Linked DNA regions of Mus musculus: region 1 is linked to region 2. A link is a contact called in public Hi-C data. All regions are on one chromosome and are shown on one strand. The core of a region is the stretch at or near the end of the contact, and the rest is flanking DNA. Distances in the headings are between cores, read along the strand shown. Region 1 overlaps Gm40554 (a long non-coding RNA gene). Region 2 overlaps Ttc8 (tetratricopeptide repeat domain 8).

Evidence for each region. Hi-C and Micro-C count contacts between places; a contact is called where the count stands out from the background.
Region 1: a Hi-C map of the N1E-115 cell line shows a contact between it and region 2, with 4 times the contacts expected there. The contact joins two enhancer-like sites. A contact is called at or near these places in 1 of 15 datasets of contacts at CTCF or cohesin (the NIH/3T3 cell line), 5 of 484 Hi-C or Micro-C datasets (the C2C12 cell line, the N1E-115 cell line, cortical neurons and 2 more) and 2 of 9 other capture datasets (adipose tissue and liver).

The regions. Positions count from the first base shown.
Region 1 is chr12:99,048,499-99,051,886 of GRCm38.p6, reverse strand. The region is part of intron 2 of Gm40554 (a long non-coding RNA gene); the gene reads right to left. Among named protein-coding and RNA genes, the nearest start is that of Gm40554, 26 kb to the right of the region's middle. Within about 2 kb of position 1,281, at least 9 of the 459 cell types and tissues checked have an H3K27ac peak or open chromatin away from gene starts, as enhancers often do. A contact at or near this core is called in the N1E-115 cell line, where this site is marked.
Region 2 is chr12:98,972,070-98,975,922 of GRCm38.p6, reverse strand. Ttc8 (tetratricopeptide repeat domain 8) reads right to left here. Exons shown (of 14, transcript NM_029553.4): 10 at 1,142-1,281. Among named protein-coding and RNA genes, the nearest start is that of Gm40554, 50 kb to the left of the region's middle. Within about 2 kb of position 1,477, at least 27 of the 459 cell types and tissues checked have an H3K27ac peak or open chromatin away from gene starts, as enhancers often do. A contact at or near this core is called in the N1E-115 cell line, where this site is marked.

The DNA.
Region 1 (3,388 bases), core at 32-2,531, 76 kb before region 2:
AACGCTTGGCTGGAGTGGAAGTCACAATGATTGTTAAAATCAATCCAGTTCCTAGATTCAGGGCAAACTCACTCCACCTAGTTAGAAAATGCAACTCATCAGCTAGAGTGCCAGCAGTATAAAAGACATCTGATCATTATAGCATCATACAGTGTCAGGCCCACATCATCCTTTCCACAGTAGGGGATGCTGCACATCATCTGCATGGCAGATCAGTGGCAGTACCAATCCATGCCTGAAAAGCTAGTCAGTTTCTAAGGGGAATGAAGATGGTGAATGGGACAACTGATAGCTCAAGGTTACTGATCCATGGGGTAACTGTGGTTGCCAAGCAGCCAGTGCTAGGCAGACATGCCAAAGCCTCATAGTCCTTTCTTGGAGGCCTTGTGTATCTGCTGCCTCTCTGGGATGTATCCTTCCCTCAGCCTGATCAGCTGCCCTCTCTCTAGCAAGAGGTTCAGCTAATTCCCTTAGCCTGGCTGCTTGCAGACCTCCTTGGCAGTACACTCGTAGATTGCCTTGAGGTAGGGGAACTTTTGCAGGTGGTTTTTGGTGTTTTGCTTTGTTTTGTTTTTGTTTTTGTTTTTGTCACTGCCGGTGGTTAGGTTTTTAGAATCAGATTCTCATGGAGTCACCTCTTTGTTTCCTGACTTTGAACCCTAGTCTATGGGCTTTGGTTTTAGAGAGCTAGACACTGAGTTTGGGACCTTATAAATTCTCACCCTCTGAGGAGGATTTTGTGTGTCCCAGGAGGGAGGAAGAGGGAGGTGCAGGATGCTGAGGACGCAGGATGCCCAGAAGACAGGCCTTTGGCCCACTTCTTTCCTCATGACACAGCTATTCTAAGACCTCTCTGGCTTTTGTCTGGTATTGCTGACTTGAAATGTGTATTCCTCTTCTCAGCCTCTAGTGTTGTGCTGCATCTGGCTTGTGTATACCCAGAAGAGCATCACAGAGCTTTCAAAGGTTTTGAAAATTGAAAATCTGTTTTTAAACCATTGACAAGCTAAAAATCAGCCACAAAGGCCATAGTTACAATAGGGAAATTGGTAAATGTGAGCATCATAGTGTCTGATCCAATAGTTGGCTTCTTTCCTGAAATCCAGATAGCCATAGCCCAGAGAATCTGTAGGGCTGACCCAGAGGTAACCCAAACACAGCCAACTGCAAATTGAATCCAAATCTACTCCCTCACTAACATAGTTATCCTCTTATATAGTATCTGTTTTGCTCACTGGTGCCAAAAGATGTCAAGAGTCAAGGATTCTGATAGTGGAGGGATGAGTCACAGGCTTCCGCAGAGGGATGGCTTAGCACAGGGAGACTGCTGTGCCTCTCAGTAGCCTGAGGTAGAATAACAGTTCCCGAGCTCATTGGGAAGTGCTCTGAGGTTTGGGGGTGAAGTTTCCTTTCTCTGGGTAAACATGGAGACCATTCTTTCAAGAAAAGTGCAAACTGGTACTCCTGCAGTAACACCATGCACGCAGAGCGAGTCTGGAGAGAATGTACTCATCTGTGCAACAGAACAGGTAGTCAGATGTAAAACGAGCCCATTGCTATCTCCTTATTTGTCTTAAAATTGAGGCTGCTAAATATTTTTGCCTTGCCTTGCTGTGCTAATAGGAGATAGGCAGAGGTATAGGGGTATATCTGTGTAATGAAGTTACAAATGTCCCTGAGACAACGGAACACTGTCTTCTTATAACAGGATGATACAAATCAGGAAGGACAGAGGGGAGAAGAACATCTCAGGGGAGCTTCCAGACCAGATGCCCCCAACACACTGCTTGCTCCCAAAGTTGGCTTGTTGTCACTGTCTTACTCCTTGTTGTGACAGCCAGGCAGATGCTCATCATCCAAGGTGCTTTCTTGACTGATGCTGTGTACACCCCAGAACTCTTTCCTATACCATTGTAGGTCAAGGAAGGTGATTCTCGAGATGAGAATCATTTGCTACCCCTGGCCCCATTCAAAAGAACTGAGTAGTAAAGGGGAGAGACTTAAGGATTCACATAGTAGGCTTACAAAAATTCTTTATCCGTTTTGGTTTTCTTTCATGCTTATGGATGTGGCTCAGTTAATAGAGTATATGCCTAGCATGCCCAAAGCCCTGAGTTCAGTCTCCAGCCCTGCAGAAACTAGGTCTGATGGCATGAACTCTAACCTCAGCACCCAGGAGAAAGGCAAAAGGATCAGAAGTTCAAGGTCATCTTCAGCTACAATGTGAGATTAGCTTGGGATACATGAGGTTCTGTCTCAACAACAACACATTGAATATATATATATATATATATATATATACATATATGTATATATATATGACCGTATTTACTAAATAGCAATGAAGCTAAAATTTTTTTAACCAAAACAAGCGTGGGGCACAGGCATGTCATCTCAGCACTTAGAAGGCAAAAATGAAAGTTCCAGGCCAATCCAGGTTATATATGAGATCCTGTCTCCAAAAACAAACCAAAGCAAAACTAATTTTGTTATTAGAAGGAAAAAAAAGACATAACAATTTCTAATCAAGTGCAATTTAGCCTAGAGTCCAAAAAGCTTGGAGCAAAGAGTAATTTTTTTCTAAATTTATTTATAATTTTTTAGTCATCATGTAGGCATTCAATACCATTACAGAAACTTCAAATAAAGTATGTGGTAATGAACACCCCTCTACCCTTATAAACTCCCCCATGGCTTTCTTTTCACTTTTCCCTCACAGGTGTCCCTTTGCCCTCCTTGCCCTCTCCTCAGCACTTTTCGCCCTCTTTTGGTCTCCTTTCTAGGTGTTTAAAAAATATTTTACCTATATCTATATCATCTACACACACACACACACACACACACACACACACACACACACACAAACTAGCTCAAGCTAGGTTTTGAATCTGAGGGAGAACATGTGATTTTTATCTTTCTGAGTTTAAGCCGACTTGCTTAGTATTACTCTTTCCAAATCTCCCTGGTTTCTTGTTGTCTTAGTTAGGGTTTTATTGCTGTGAATAGACACCATGACCATGACAATTGTTATAAAGAAAATCATTTAATTGGGGCTGGCTTACAGTTCAAAGGCTTAGTCCATTATCATCATGGCAGGAAGCATGGCAGCATGCAAGAAGACATGGTGCTGGAGAAGGAGCTGATAGTTCTATATCTGGATTGGCAGGCAGCAGGAAGGGAAAGCCTCGTTGGGCCTAGCTTGAGCATCTGAAACCTCAAAGCCTGCTTCCAATAACACACTTCCTCCAACAAGGCCACACCTACTCCAGCAAGGTCACACCTCCTAATATGGGGGCCATTTGTACACAAACCACCATACTTGTAAACATCATATTTTTACTTTTCTTTACAGATACGTAGAATTGCACTGTGTATTTTCATTACCATT
Region 2 (3,853 bases), core at 228-2,727:
ATTCTTTTCAAAGTTAGAAGTGGATTCGTTTAAGAACTTTAGGACCCCTACAGGACATTAACACAAGCATATCAAGACATGTTTAAAGCAGCTCACGACCTGTCACAGGGTATGTGTCCAGGGACAAGATCGGAAAAGTATTTGTTCAATTGTATTCCAAAAGCTTTACTAGAAAGACAGTTCACGCGTGTTACTCCAGAGGCCTCAGTGCCCGCGGGGAATTCCCTGAGGTCTGACCCAGCCTGAGGGCTGGGCTCTGTTTACCACTAGGCCTGCAGTTGCACTAGGCTGTCTGTGCTGCATGGCAGAGATAGGCTGATCACCTCTGGTCTCTGCAGAGTTCTCTGTTCTCCACTAGCTTTCCCACCCCGCACGTGTTTGGGAAGGACTTGTCAGCTGTCGGTCTACTCCTTTGTATGACGAGGGCTGAAAGCACTGGGTAAAAAGTGAGCGTCACGGGCCAGAGGGATGGCTTAGTAGGTGAAGCTGTCTGTCCCCAAGCCTGATGACCCGCGTTGGATCTCTGGGACTCACACCTTTCAACCTTCCCAGGTATGGCATGGTGCATACCCCTCATCCGGGCATTCACACAAATAAATAGTAGATGTTTCAAAATGCATTTTAGAAGCCACATGCAGGATAAAATAAGCATGTGCTTAAACAGAGCCAACAACCACACCTTTCTTAGACTTGAAAAAAAGCTCAAATACCTCACAAGGCAGGTGACCCTGCTCTAAGTCCTCCTCAAAGCTCTGAACTCAGAGTAACTGCAAATCCCTCCCTGCCTCAGCCTCACTGTCTTTAGGTTTTGTGGTATTAAGAGTCAGTGATGGAGAAAGAGTTTCAGTAGCTATTTAGCGTCAGTTGTTTCTTGACGACTAGTAGGCACCCACCCTGAACTAAAATGTGAGCTTGACCATGCAGGTATGTTTCTCCAGGGCGCCAGCCCACATTCCCCTAGAGTACCGAATACCACTTGAATCCTTAGAAAGTAGCTGAAAGATGCATTCCTAGATTTATACACCTGTGGCCTATGGAGAATGCATAATTTGTCTGCATTTTCCTTCCACCACCCCCACCCCTCCGCGCGCACCTCTTGTTTCACCCCCAACGTTTCCTGTGCATGCAATGTAAGACCCACCTGTAAAACCGAAGGGCAACCTCTGGCTGGTCAGAATAAAAGTGGTTGCTTCCAATGCAGGCGATGGCTTCCACGTGAGTATTGTCTTGTTTTAGAACTTCTTTGTAGTACTCTGCTGCAGATGAACTGTTATTCATTTCCTGTTCCACATCCAGAGAGAAGAGCGACACTTTAGTCACACTGGACAAGGACCTGCTTGCTTTTTTTTTTGACCCATTTAAGTTCATTCATTCAACAAATATTTACTCCCAGCCTGCCATATGTCAGACTCTGTTCTAGACGGTAAGGGACAGAATACAAACGAAAGCATGAGGTCATCGTCCTCAAGGAGGTGACAGCTGGTGGAGAAGCTAACAAATGACTCAGTGAGGGACATAAGGTCAGGGAAGGATGCACAAGCAATGTAAAGAGCGGAGAGCAAGACAGGCAGGGCTGCTTGTTAGTGGTCACCTTGGGAGAGGCCCTGTCTGACAGAGATGCAAATGAAATGGGGTGTCGGAGCCTGCATCTGCGGGGACAGTCGCACTTGGCAGAGAGACCAAACCACATGAGCCTAAATGAAAACACTTACAAGAAACATTCCCAAGTGAGCCTGGGAAGGAGGCAGTGCCCGGGAATGCAGAGGCAGCCAGGACCCTTTCACCTGGGAAAAGGGACAGTGCCCAGAGGCACAGCGCAATCATACTACATCGTGTTTGAGAAATCACCTGGTGGCTGACTGAAGGGCATTCCAGATATGGAAGACAAGACGTAAGAAGAGCCAGGTCTAGAGAAGAAATGAAAGCAACCCAGACCAAGTTTAGAAATACATAATAGGTAAAAACCACAGCAGCCTCCGTAGTTACTGTATACATCTGTAAAAATGGTGGTGATCATAGATAAAGGTCCCTAATAGCTCTGACTTACCATAATTAGGTTTGCAGAAAGGAGCCAATGCAAATGACTCTTTAGATGACCTTTATTAGGGGAGAAGTCATGGTGACGAGGGACAGTTGAGGGAAAGCCACTACTGGGCGAGCATCGGGAGAGACTGCATCATCCAGAGGCAATGTCATGCGGTACTAAAGGGAAGCCTTCAGATTCCCGCAGGGAGCTCCATCAGGAGAAATGCCCAACACGCACAGCGCCACCGAGGGGCCTGGAGGAGAAGCAGCTCCAGTTTCCAAGGACTAACGTGGTTCCTGACTCCTGCAGGTTCTTGGAGCAGGATGTGGTGGGCGAACTCCATTGCTTGAGACCTAAGCTGGCCTGGCCTGCACTCCAGGTGACAAAAGGGAAGGCACTAGATAAAAGTGTATGATTTGTGGCTGTCCTGAGTCTAGGAACTGGGGGTGGGGAGCAGGGGGGAGGACCGGGCTTGCTCAATAGCAGCGAGTGGAAGGAAGGGGACTGAATTCTCTGTCAGTGCAGTACAGGTCACTTTGTCAGCTCTGCCCGAGAGCTGAGAAGGGTGTGGCCTGAGTTCCAGGGCGGGACAGCTAGTGAGCCTGTGATCTAACACTAATTTTATTAAAATCTGAGGTATAATCTCACCGTGTTGTCCAATCTGGGCTTGACCCAGGGCTTGAGCTAACCCCCCTCCCTCAGCTTCCTAAGTAGCTGGACTGCAGGCAAATCACATCTGCCTCAACAGATATTATTAATAAATGATACCGCTGCTTAAATCCTCTCATGGTCCACCCATCCATTCTCCATGAAACTTTGCTTATGTCTAACTTCACACAGGTCTCTTCTGCCTCTCAAGTCACATGACACTCACTGTCACCCGCACACTTGTTCCTTCCTCGGGAGGACTCTAATTTATGATAGGTTTGAACCACCACACAGTGCTTCTTTAAACACAGGGCTTGCTTTAGATGCAAGACTCACATAGACCAGGATGGTACCCCTAGACCACACTTGCATACTTTATACATATGAAATAATATGTAAAGTAAGTTCTTTCACGTGTGGAGTCAAATTCTTCCAAGTCCTCTTTTCCCTTGGTCATCCCTGTCCAGGTTTTTCAGAACAGTACTGTCTGTGCGCTTGGTGCTTTGCTTTTCAAATTTTATTAATGATTCTCTATGTTTGCAGGACACGATGTGCGGCCTTGACAGGCACAGAGTGTAGAATGAGCATCTCAGGCCAATGCACACATCTTCGGCCTTACCTGCGTCTCATCTCTTTGTGATGAAGACAGCTAAGACCTTCTGCCGTGCTCCTTGGAAGTGCTCCCCACCACTTGCTTCCAAGCTCCTGACAAGTTTTGCAGTGCTGAAGCCTGTGCTTTCTGGCTCTAACCAGCAGGTGTCAACAACAGCTTTCAGGCAACAATCAGAGGTAATGGCCATGGTCACCATGTTGGCCAACTGGAATAGTTGCCAGGTTCTCACAAGAGCTGCAGTTGAGAACTACACAACAGCTGCTATTTAGCTACAGGAATCAAAAGAAACTGTGATACACACACACACACACACACACACACACACACACACATATATGCATGCATGCAATGGAGTATTATTCAGCCATTAAGAAGACAAAATTATGCCTTTTGCAGGAAAATAGGTAGAAGTGGAGACCATCATGTCAAGGAAAAGAAGCCAGGCCCGGAAAGACAGGCATGTTTTCTCTCATATGTGGAATCTATACTTAAAAAGAAAAGACTTGAAACAGGAGAGTAGAGAGACGATTAGCAGGAAGGGGAGGGAAGACATAAGAGAAGCTCGT